Linked DNA regions of Mus musculus: region 1 is linked to region 2. The links are chromatin contacts, called in public Hi-C maps. All regions are on one chromosome and are shown on one strand. Each heading gives the region's core, a stretch centred on a gene start, on an enhancer-like site or on the middle of the called end of the contact. The rest is flanking DNA. Distances are from core to core; before and after follow the strand shown. Region 1 overlaps Vps13c (vacuolar protein sorting 13C). Region 2 holds the start of C2cd4a (C2 calcium-dependent domain containing 4A).

What was found. Hi-C and Micro-C count contacts between places; a contact is called where the count stands out from the background.
Region 1: a contact with region 2 is called in a Hi-C map of embryonic stem cells, with 2.6 times the contacts expected there. The contact joins the enhancer-like site here to the promoter of C2cd4a in region 2. A contact is called at or near these places in 16 of 39 promoter capture datasets (3T3-L1-derived adipocytes, the C10 cell line, the HPC-7 cell line and 13 more), 1 of 15 datasets of contacts at CTCF or cohesin (large pre-B cells), 59 of 484 Hi-C or Micro-C datasets (the 63-12 cell line, the C2C12 cell line, CD4 T cells and 31 more), 19 of 115 datasets of contacts at active chromatin or transcription factors (T-cell acute lymphoblastic leukemia, bone marrow-derived dendritic cells, embryonic basal ganglia and 9 more) and 5 of 9 other capture datasets (adipose tissue, embryonic stem cells, liver and 2 more).

The regions. Positions count from the first base shown.
Region 1 is chr9:67,953,908-67,959,644 of GRCm38.p6, reverse strand. Vps13c (vacuolar protein sorting 13C) reads right to left here. Exons shown (of 85, transcript NM_177184.4): 64 at 4,979-5,107; 65 at 4,580-4,713; 66 at 3,852-3,978; 67 at 1,909-2,144. Among named protein-coding and RNA genes, the nearest start is that of Gm20745, 69 kb to the left of the region's middle. Within about 2 kb of position 4,079, at least 9 of the 459 cell types and tissues checked have an H3K27ac peak or open chromatin away from gene starts, as enhancers often do. A contact at or near this core is called in embryonic stem cells and granulosa cells, where this site is marked.
Region 2 is chr9:67,828,877-67,834,818 of GRCm38.p6, reverse strand. It overlaps C2cd4a (C2 calcium-dependent domain containing 4A), which reads left to right and starts at 2,489. Exons shown (of 2, transcript NM_001163143.1): 1 at 2,489-2,569; 2 at 3,017-4,287. The coding sequence starts at 3,060. The coding sequence ends at 4,064.

The DNA.
Region 1 (5,737 bases), core at 2,830-5,329, 120 kb before region 2:
CTGTCTTACAGCTTTCTAACTTTTCCAGCCCCTGCTCACCTGCATGCACACTTAGTTTGGAAGTGGCAGTATCTTCCATATTCTTCTGGCACAGCGATAATTGCACGATGCAATAAGTTAATGCTTTGTCAAAAATAATGTGTATTCTACTATGCCCTCAAAGAGAGACATTCAAAGCCCATTCTTCCTGTTTTCACACGATGGGTATCCAGAGTAAGAATAAATAAATAAGCAATATAGCAAGACAATATTCATTGTGATTTGAGTGCACAGAGCAGCAGCGAGAAAGCAGCTACACATGCGTGACAATAAATAAACCACTCCTGGGCTGTGCACTGTGAACCTCATACATGTGCAACAATAAATAGTGGCCCCAACCACTCCTGGGCTGTGCACTGTGAACCTCATATAACTTCACTTCTCATAAAATATTATTTGGGTGTTCCCCATCTTTTCAATATTAAACACTTTGGTTTGAAATCAAAAGCTATACATAAACAGGCAGTGGTTTCACTGTGACTTATCATTCATACTTTACTGAGGTGTATTAAAGAAAACCGTTTATGAAATAAATATGAATCTATAATATTTTAATTTACCTAGCTTACTGAGACTAGCTAATGATGTTTCCTATGTGTTGCATAAATCCAGCAGCTCTTCCTGATAAAAACCATGAAACCTGGGAAAGCACCCTCATGTTTAGGGCATCTAAAGAGATTGTTGTTCTGTTGGGGGAAAACTGTCCTCTAAATAAGTCTTTTACCAAACTCACTGTGATTAGCAGACAAGAGAACCATACAAGTGTTTTCTCAGTAGAAACTGAACCAGAGGAATTAATGGGTGTGAAAGTTCTAAATAGCCATAATGGCTAATAATAAATGACATAATAACTAACTAATAATAAGTAATATAATAACTAACCACGAAACTTAAAATCCAGAGGAAACTGATGCTCAAGTATGGAGGGATTGGCTGGACTCTCCCTTCTCACACGCTGGTAGGCACAGCGAATTTCTAGCTAACAAGCTCTCAGTTAGATGTCTCACTTAGGGAGTGAGTTTACAGGGCTCTGACATTTCACAGTACCTGTAGTTACCGGTGCCCACACATTTCCTTTCCCACACTCTCCAGGCTGCCTGCTGGGGTATCAGAGAACTTAGCAGCTGTTCACTTGGGGAACCTGCCCCTTTCCTCAGAGATCTGTAACAAGGAACCCAGATGCTGCCACAAGGGCCTGACTCCACTCAGTGTTGTTCCTGCAATGTTGTGTGTGATATTGGAATATGAACTCTCCTAGAAGTGTGCTCCGCAACATGCTATCGTCTGTAAACATTAACCTTCAATGACCCATCAGTGTGTTCCTGAACCCACAAATACATATTACAGTGTGTGTGTGTGTGTGTGTGTGTGTGTGTGTGTGTGTCTTGCTTCCCTTATAAACATTTTTTTCTAATTTATTTCTAGTGGCTTCTCTCAAGGCATACTAGTTTCCCCAAATTCCACTGCATAAATGAATTATTTCTACTGCAGATGCAGATACTATTTTCAGTTTTTCTCAATGTTTTTATAACTCGTTTTTTAAAACAAAAAAGGAAAGAGGAGGAAAGGAAGGAGGACAGGAAGAAAGGAGGGAGGGAAGGAGGGAGGGAGGAAGGGAGGGAGGAAGGGAGGGAAGGGCTGACGGATGGACTGTCTTTCCTGCCAACTGACATGAATACTGTGAAAGCACAGAAGGCCCCTGAGTCCTCTGAGACTCTGGACCTATCTATCACCTGGCAGTCCAAACATTTACTTAGTACATATGTCAAATTGAGGACATGCATCTATCTGTATATAGTCTCACTAAATGTATATTGTGAACTTGGGGCTTTTTAAAGACTTCTGCATCTTATCTCTCTTTGTATATACCTGGTGATTCCGACATATGAGACTTCCTGCTTGTTTTCATTGTTAACCAGAGAGAGCCCGAGGCTGTGGAGCGACAAGGCTACTTCGTGATCGGCCTGTTCCATTTCTTCAGCTTGGAGTGCTTTGGAAACCAAAGCAACATCATCTGTGAAAAGCAGAACCCTCTGGCGCCCATCAAGGAAGGACACCCAGTGTATCTGGATGTTCGCATCGTACGGAAACTGACCACACTCATCCTGGAGAAAGAAAGACACTGAGTTAAACATGGACAGAATTTTCATACTTAAAGCTGGATATAAAAGAAAAGCTTCGAAAGATTGACTGTAAGACAGAGAACTCCAGTCATCAAACTGACATAAAGCCAGCACTTACATAAAAATAACAAGAACGCTAACCAGGTCTAGGAATATGGCTCCACGGATAAGGCAGGTCTGTAAGCAGGACCTACATTTTAGAGCTCTAGTACCCATTTAGAAGCTAGGAAGGAGAGTGGCTGCCTGCAATCCCAGCACTTTGGAGGCTGAGGCAGAGGAATTTGGGGCAAACTGGCTCCTTAGACTAGCCCCATTAGAGACCCTGTCTTGATAAAGTAGGAAATGACTGAGAAAGACACCAGAAATCAATTTGAGGGTGCTACATCCATAAGTACATGCACTCACAGACTCTTATATGTGCCAACACACATGTACACACACACACACACACACACACACACACACATATCATTGTTTTCCCTATCATCGACAGAGCAGTGCCTTGGCTTGCGTCCCTGGCTAGTGTGGCAGGGCTCTGTGCAGGATCTCAAGCTTGCTTTACTAGCACCAGTGTGGTAAGATGATTGCCTGTCTCTCCAACTGGAGAGCAGTTCCTGCTGAGAAAAGAAGTCAGCATAAGAAGAGGTGTGTGTGTGTGTGTGTGTGTGTGTGTGTGTGTGTACCTATGTGTGTGCCTATGTGTGTGCCTATGTGTGTGACAGGGGTAAATAAGTGGCAGTGGAAATCCCAGGATTTTTGAGATGCTGGACCCAGGGGGCATCTGTGAGAAAAGCTTCAGGTATGGAGGTGAGGGTGCTTCAGAGAGAGGGGCTGTGTCTGCTGCAGGCAGCAGAGCTGGCAGAGCAGGGTGACCCAGCCCTCTGTACCTCAGGTGATTCCTCCACAAGCCCTAGATGCTGAGCATGGAGCTGCAGGATTTCATGTTCTCCCTGCTGGATTCTCTCGTTTGCATATGATCATTCCATGCTTTGCCCCCACCCCCCGTTTTTGGACTAGAAATGTTTACTCTATGCCACAGTATGTTAGAAATATGTAACTTTTTCATGATTGTCCAAGACTCACAGTTCTAAACAGTGTTGGGACTCTTAACAACTAGAGGGTCTTGTGAAGGTTGACTGAATGCATTTTGCCTTATTAAATGGTCACAACACAGGGCCAAGAGATGGAAGGCTGGTATAAAAGTAAATGGCTGGCTGTGTGGTTGACCAGGGATTCGCCTGTAATAGTTTATACTGATTGCCAATTTGATAGGATCTAGAATCACCTTGGAGACAAATCTCTGGACATGCTTATGAGGGATTTTCTAAATAAATGAACAGAAATAGAGAAATAAGCCTAAATGTGGACAGCACGCTTGCTGGAGCTGGAGTCCTAGCCTGAATCAAAAGGAAAAAGCAAGCTGAGCACTGGCTTTCACCTCTGCTCCATCACTCCAGACACAATGTGGCCAGCTTCGTCAACTTCCCTGCCTTGACAGACTGTAGCTCCATGAATATCAGAGGCCCAAACACCTTCCTCCTTAAAGATGCCTTGCATCGCACTTTATCTTAGCAACCAGAGAAACGACTCATACAAATGGTTTGCAGTATAAAACACAAAAGGAACAGTCTTAGAACATTTCAATTCACTTTGTTTCCATGAAAACAGCATTTCCATATCAAAGGGTACCTTTAAGAGATCATGCTCCCCAAAGTTAGCTGCATAGTTCCAAGTGAGTTTCCTGATGCCAGTGGGATCTGCCCAGGCAAAGAGTCGAGTTTCTCCTGGCAGCAATACTAGTTCCTCCTGTGACCCACTGAAACAGTTGACAGAAGATCAGCATGTCCTGGCCTTGAGACACCACAAAGGCCTTATAAACTTGCTTAGTCAATAACATACAACTCAGCCCCAAAACAAGTACACTAATACGCCCTGTAGCTAGCAGTTCTGGCACCTGGGCAGACAGACTATGTCAGTGCAGCACAGTTCCAGACACGCATTTACAGGAACGGGGTCACTGCCATTACCAAGTGACTAAGAGAAGGATAATGTTTAATACATAATTTCACAGACCTTTGTCTGCATTCTGAAATTTATAAAGACCCAAAGCCCAAAGATTTTTCTCAGGTTTGCTCTCAAGCCATTTGGCAAAAAGACCCATTTGAGTTGATTGGGATATTTAAAAGCATCTCTTTGTCCCAGTTCATATCAGACACGTAAGTTTTGCTGTAGAAATATAAATGTGTTTGGTGAATACTATGTCAAAACTTGCCAGTGCATTAGGAATAAACAGCACATGCCTCTTACCACCGTTGTCAAGTCTGAAGCCATCTGGGGTGTGAAACTGTAACATTTCCCAGAAAGGACCATGGATTATTGAAAGCAAAGTGGAGATCTAACCCCGCCTTGTCTCATACCTCTGTTTATACGTGAGGACATCCCACTGTGTGTGGTTCATTATCAGAGCAGGCGCAGACCCCTCATGATAGTCACTGAAGGTTATGACAGTTGAGTGTTCAGCAGTGTTTATGTCCACCAGGATGCCTCCATTCTGTTTCAGAGAAGAAGAAGTGTGCTCAGCCTACTGGCTAAGTATCTCAACTGCATGGACCCATCCCACGTTCAATCAGCTTTACAAACACGTCCCTTATCTCTAAAGTTCTCACTGGCTCTGGCTCCCACAAACGTGTGTTGTCATTAAAATGCCCCCAGAAGCCCTACAAGGCATCTCCAGATCTCTATAGCATGACTCACAGGAAAAGTTCAGTCAACTTTCAAAAGTCAAAGACATGATATTTTGCAATCTGAAGACTTACCAGATCCTCTAAGCTCAATAAAGTGCCGTTGTCTTGTCGGTTGTAAAAGAATGGCTTGGAAGAGCCTTCGTAGCCCACCACTCTCACACAAAGTTTGCCAGACAAATTTTCAGGCCAAAATGGAATACACTGAAAAAAGTATAATACCAGGACATAAGACAGCGGTTCATTAAACACATTGGGTAATTAAATTTTCAAGTCTAGATCTTATTTAATAAAATATCAGTAAAATTGTTCAAATGTCCTCTATACCTCATAGTAAAAACCCTGACAACACTGACGAGCTGGGTGTGGTGGCACACGCAGAAGCTGAAGCGGGAGCTTCCTAAGTTCAAGGCCAGCCCAGGTTACACAGCAAGAACCCATTTAAAAAAACAAAAACAAAAAAGCAAAACAAAAAGAAAACCCTACTGATATAATCATGAGACCACAGTGCATTCATCAGAATAAAAATCTATTAATCTATATGTACTTATAGCAATTACATTATAAAAAACTCAAGAGCTTACTGATTAAGAATGCCTCCATCTCCTGTGTACTTAAAAATCTCACTCTTCACTGCATTTGCCTTGCCAAGTTCATGGATCAATTTTAGTCATATGGGGATAACTAGAAAATGACTGCTAGCCATCTAGACTGAGCTAATAGAAAATATTACCAATTATTTTCTAATAGGGTGAAATAAAGATCTTTTGTAGTTGCTGTCACAGTTAACACATATGCGTGTCTATGCTTATCTGTACATTTTGGGAATCAGCC
Region 2 (5,942 bases), core at 1,240-3,739:
TTTCAAGAAACCTTATACAGGAAATGTCTATAAGGTGTTACTAAAGAAGGTGGACTGTTAATAAAAATAAAACAAGCCCACTCTGCTTGGCTGAGCAGAGGGTTTGTTTTTCAAGGCTTGCAGTGTGAATCAGCTAATTCCTGGCTAAACAAGCATGCATGGTAACAATAACAACGGCTGTTAGCCAGCACTTGCTGTCTGCCCAGAGAATCCACAAGAATGTCTTTACTCTGACAGCAATCTATGTGATAGATATGATCACTTCTATCTACAAGCTGCACTCAGCAGGAGAGTAACCTTGAGTCACAACTTCTCAGACTGAGTTCTCGTGGTCCTTGTCGATGTAACCAACATCCAGGATCACATGCAATCGGCAGCACTTTTCCTCAGGAGAAAAACCTTGAGTTTGAACATCTGTACATGGCCTTTAGGTAAAGCTTAACAATTACTCTCTTACAGACTGAACCTTGGTCCAAGAATTTGAGCCAGGAATAGAGACGTTATAAGATGAAGGAGAAGCTAGTCACAGACCCAGGGACCCTCGCCTATCCTATCAGACTAAATGTTAAAAGAGTCCAAAGTCCCTTGAAGTTGGAGAGATGGTTCCGTGGCTAAAGGCACTTGATGCTCTTGTGAAGGGCCAAAGTTAGGTTCCCAGCACCCCTGGGAGACAGCTCACAACCGGGACTTCAGCTCCTGGGAATTCGTCGCCCTCTTCTGGCCTCTGGGTGCAGGCACGTGCATGAGTGTGTGTGTGTGTGTGTGTGCGCGCGCGCGCACATGTGCCCTCATGTGCATACACATATTAAAAATAAAATAGTTTTACATTTTTTCTTCTTTACTACCTCCCTGGCTAGATGAAATTCAAATATTTCAACTTTACCATTTCCTTTTTCTTCTAAGAGTTGAACATAAGCTGACTGGGTCTGGGACAGCCTGGATTCATGGATCTATCATGACAGAACCCAGGAAGCAGTATATAAATTCTGCTTTAAACACATGAATGATCTAAGGAGTGTTTAAAGTACTGACAGCGGACAGAACAGCTAACATTATGCACATCTGGTCCTATGCTAAAGTGTTCATTTGCATTGCATATGTTATCCAAGGGCAAACCCACACTGTGTATTATTGTGGTCTTTACGTTGGATACCAAGGCTCAGAAACACTCAGTAACCTGCTCATAATAAGCTGCTCATAGTAAGATACCTGTCTGCCGTGAATTCAAAGCCAGTGTTCTTAATTTCTGCCACTGTTCCCACTCTCATTGAAAGTAACCAAACTGATGCCACAGAACACTAGAACAGCAGAACTCACTGCTTGTGTCTTTAACATTTGCTATGTTCCATTCACGTTGCGTAACAATATATATTACTCCCCTAATAATGCATTTACTACTCATTAATGGGCATTCCTTTCATTTCCTTCCTTAGTGACAATGGGTAAGTTATTTAACATCTGAAGTGCTGGGGGGAGGTGTTTGTTTATAAAACATGGATAATCCAAATTTCCTAAGGTTTCTGTGACAACTTTATAGCACATTACCTGTATGTTCTGTATGCAAAACACACACAGGACATGCCCCAAACAGAACCTCCCCCCCCCACTTGCCTAAAGTTGACTAACTCATTCAACACTGCTTGAAGAGGCCATTAATTTGCAAGGCAGCTACTCAGAAATACCCTATGTCCATACTCTGATCCAGATGTTTCGGAATCTCTTTCCACTCGAGCTGCAAGCAACTCTCTTAAAGGATAAACACCAGTTTTCAAGAGAAAGGATGGAGGTCTCAGATAGACACAGTGTGCAAAGGTCAGATATGGCTAGTGTGTGTTTCCAAAGGGACGATACCAGTGGCTGGATGTGTGGAGTATAATTGAATCCCTAGTTAAAAATTAGCATCCTGCTTAAGAAGGCTGTGGTTTTTTTTATTTTAAAATATATATCTTAAGTGTACACTGGATGATTTCTTTACATAGGAATACACCCCTGTAACCCCACCCAAGACAAATATGTAACGTTTCCGGAACCCCATAACCCCCACCACCACCCAAGAGTGATTTAAAATCAACAGAGAAATGACCTCTAAAATCAGAACAGAAAGCAGAAAGTTAAAAAAAAAAAAAAAAAAAAAAGGCAATGCTGGCAGCAAGAAGGTGGGAGATGGGAACGGCCATTTGGGTAAGACAAACCCGATTTCTGGCTTCTTTCCAATGGTGCGTGCAGAGTGCTTCTGTGCACTCACGTTCATTTTGCCCATCCGTCCTCACAAGGACTGCGACATGGTCCACACTAAATCTTGTTTTCCATGTGAGGAAACAAACTCGTTCAGGGTTTTAGAGAACAGCTCCAACCACAGCAGAACTAGCTGCAGGATCAGCTCAGCAAATCCATCCACGTGGCAGAGGGACCTGGGAGGGCCAGGCGTCAGGTTACCAAGCAGCAGCGTGACAGCTCGTATAAAAGCCCGGACCAGCTATCCTGGAACATCAGGAATCAACTCTGCCGCGCTCTTTTGAATTTCTCCGCGTTTCTCCGGGTTGGAAAACCATCTGACTCTGAATACCAGGTATATGAATGGGAATCCAGTTCCCTCCTGGGTGTTAGACCCAGGTGGCCCGAAGCTCTCTAGAAGGAGAAACCATTTCTGGGGTGTGTGTGTGTGTTCTCGCGCAGAACTAGAGTGTACTAGACACTTAAGGTTTCAGGAAATGAGTGCACAAATGATCAAAGCAAAGCGCCTCTTGGAACTAGGGACAGAGGCGCAAGTTAGAAGACAAAGGTAAAGAGGTAGGACGGAAAAGACTGAAGCAAACTGCAAATCTACCTGGCATCTGACTAGAGACAGGGTGGGCGATATACGATTGTTTTTCAATCTGTAAAAACAGTTTGTAATTGTGGTGAGGGATGCATTTTGTCTTGTAAGGCTCAGGACAGGACGATGTCAAAGAAAAGAGACAGAAATTCCTGCTTTCCTCCAGACTGTCTCTGACTGGTATGTGTTTATGTGTTGCAGGCAGCCTGGAACAGGATCACAGGGTTCAGACACTAGCGGCCAGATGTGGTGTCTGGAGCGGCTCTTGCGGGACCGAGATGGGTTTCTCCCGGGGCGCGTCCACCGCTCCAAAGCTCGCTCATCCGCTGCGTGCGCAAACGTGCTCACTCCAGACCGCATCCCAGAGTTCTTCATCCCGCCGAGGCTGGAACCTAGCACGGCCTGGGCTGCGCTGCGCGAAGCCTGGGCTGCAGACACGGAGGCCGACGACGGCGCGGGCCGCACAGACTGGGACCCGCGCTCCCAGGCTGCGCTCTCGCTGCCGCACCTACCCCGCGCGCGCACCGCTTACGGCTTCTGCGCGCTGCTCGAGAGCCCGCACACGCGCCGAAAGGAGTCGCTCTTCCTCGGCCACCCAGGTGTCCCGGTCCGCCGGCCTGGGCTTCGCCACCGCACGCACACCTACGCGAGCCCCCGCCGAGTCCCGGACGCTCCGCGCCCTGCCCCGGGCGACCCAGACGCTGCCCGGGTCCCGACGCCCACTCCTGCTCCCAGCAGACGCCGCCTCCTACGCTCCCCGGGCAAGCTGCTGAGCCGCGCACTTCGAGCCCCTCGACGTCTGGCCAGCGCGCGCCCCCCGTGCCGCGGCGACGAGCACGAGCGCGCCGCCTCCTGCGCGCCCCCGGTCCCCAGCAGCCCGGATCCCGAGCGCCTGCAAGCTGAAGCCAGCGTGGCTCTGGGCCGCGGGGGTTGCACGCTGCGCCTGGCGGCCGAATACTGTCCGCGCAGCGCCTGCCTCCGCCTCCGCCTGCTGCGCGCTGAGGGCCCGGCCGCCGCGCTGGAACCCCGCGCCCTGGGCTGCCGCCTCAGCCTGGTGCTGAGGCCGTCGGGCCAGCAGCGTGCCAGTGTGGTCCGCCGCAGCCGCAAGGCCGCCCTGGACCAGGACTGCTGCTTTGACCGGCTCCCGGAGGAGCAGCTGCGCCGCCTGGCCGTGCGCATCAAGGCGGAGAGCAAGGGACGGCGGCTGGGCCAGGGCGAGCTGCTGCTGGGCTCTCTGCTACTGCTATGAGCGCGGCTTCCCTGGAGCCCTGGACACCTAAGGTCGCTTGGCCATGAGATGCACAGAGACTCTTGGCCCAGAGACACTTGTAGCCTCCTCTTGGTCCTGGAACACTTGCAGCTTCTTGGCCCTGAGACACTCTTAGGTTTTGGTCCTGGCACACTCTCAGCCTCTTGGCTCTTGGACAATGACTGACAGCCATTTGTACAAAATAAACATGTGTTCATTTTTCTAGCCAGGGCTTTGTTTCAGTCCAATTCTGGCAGAGCTAATCCTAAATTATTATAGTAATATACGTCGCTTCTTTTTGTGTGGGCAGACACCTTGAAATTTCTGTTGTGCAATGGGGTAGTGTTGAGCAGTGTTCCCCACTGTAGGCAGCAATTGTATTTAATCTGTTCACACATTCCAACTGGAAAATAGTTACTGTCGATGTCAGACCAGCCTCGTTTTTAAAGTTCATTTATTCCATGGCGTCCTTTGAGACTGATAGTGTCAGTTACTTACGATGCATTAAGATGTTACATAAGAAAGGCCAGTGTCTAGTAACATTGATGAATGGGTAAAGGTGCTTGCCACCAGGCCTCATGGCCATAATTGGAATCTAGTGAAGATTGTGGGACCTTCATGAGGGAAGGAGAGGAAAAATCCCTGCAAGCTTTACTCCGGGGTGACCTCACCCCAACCCTAATAATAGGCACGACTATTCCCATCTTGCAGATGAGAATACTGAGGCACAAAATAAAGAAAAGTCGGGGGTTGAATGTTGGACGTCAGTATTAAAATGCTTGTCTGGGAATTGGGGCATAGCTCAGTTAGTAGAGTGCTTGCCTCACACATACAAAGTCCTAGGTTCCATCCCCAGGACTGTATGACCCTTAGTTCCTATCAACACACACCTGTAATCACAATACTGGAAGGAGAAAGCAGATGTGTCAGGAGTTCAAGGTCATCCTCTGCTATGCAGGGAGTAAAAGCTAGCATAAGCTAAATGAGCCCCTGCCTGAAATAAACAAACAAACAAATAAATATTCATCCTCCAAAAGTGTCTGAAAAAAATGGTTCTGAGTTTGAAATCATATTCCCCATTTTCATCAGGGAAAGCAGACTGGTGGAAACGGTGACATATGGACAAATGCTAATGCCATCAGTCTGAGACTGAGGAAAATGCTAAGCCACCTCAGACCCATAGGATCCAGAACCCCATTTCCACTGACTCCCGCTGAGCTAATCCGCCATTGCAGCACACTGGAGAGCACACAGGATGGTGTTCTACCTCTGGCTTCTAATAAGCTTTCCTGTGTCCTAAGGATGGTTTTCCTTCATCCCTCATACTCACTATCAAGCTGGGTTACTCCTCCCTTTCTTGGGCAGGTGAGTAGAAGACATGGCCTAAGCAAGGGCAAACCACATTAAAATGTACAAGACAGCATAAACGGTGGCCACATTATCAGGCTGGACTCAGAAATGGTTTCCGTGACCACTCTGTTTGGCAGTGTTAACAATGGGTGCCCCCAAAGGATGCCATTAAGAAAAGAGTTTCCGTTTCTGGTACATCTCAGACTGAATACTGAGGTGAGGATTTACAACAGCGACCAGTGGAAAATATCACCACAGTCTAAATCCCCTGCTTCTAGCAGCTTGCTGTTGTTAGCCACATGAGCGATGGTGGAACAGTAGTTCTTGTCCGACTCCTGCCCTTTTTCGTATTTACTATATCCTTGCCCTTCAAGCCTATTGTTTTTCTGTGTATAAGCCTTTTCATGATTTTAGAGGTCTCCTAAAGTGAGAATAGAAAGTGCAAACAACCTAGCTGTGTGACATGTTGCTGTGGGTTTTCTGTTTTCTTTGCACTGGTAGTTGAGGTGTGGCCAGTCTTTATTCTAG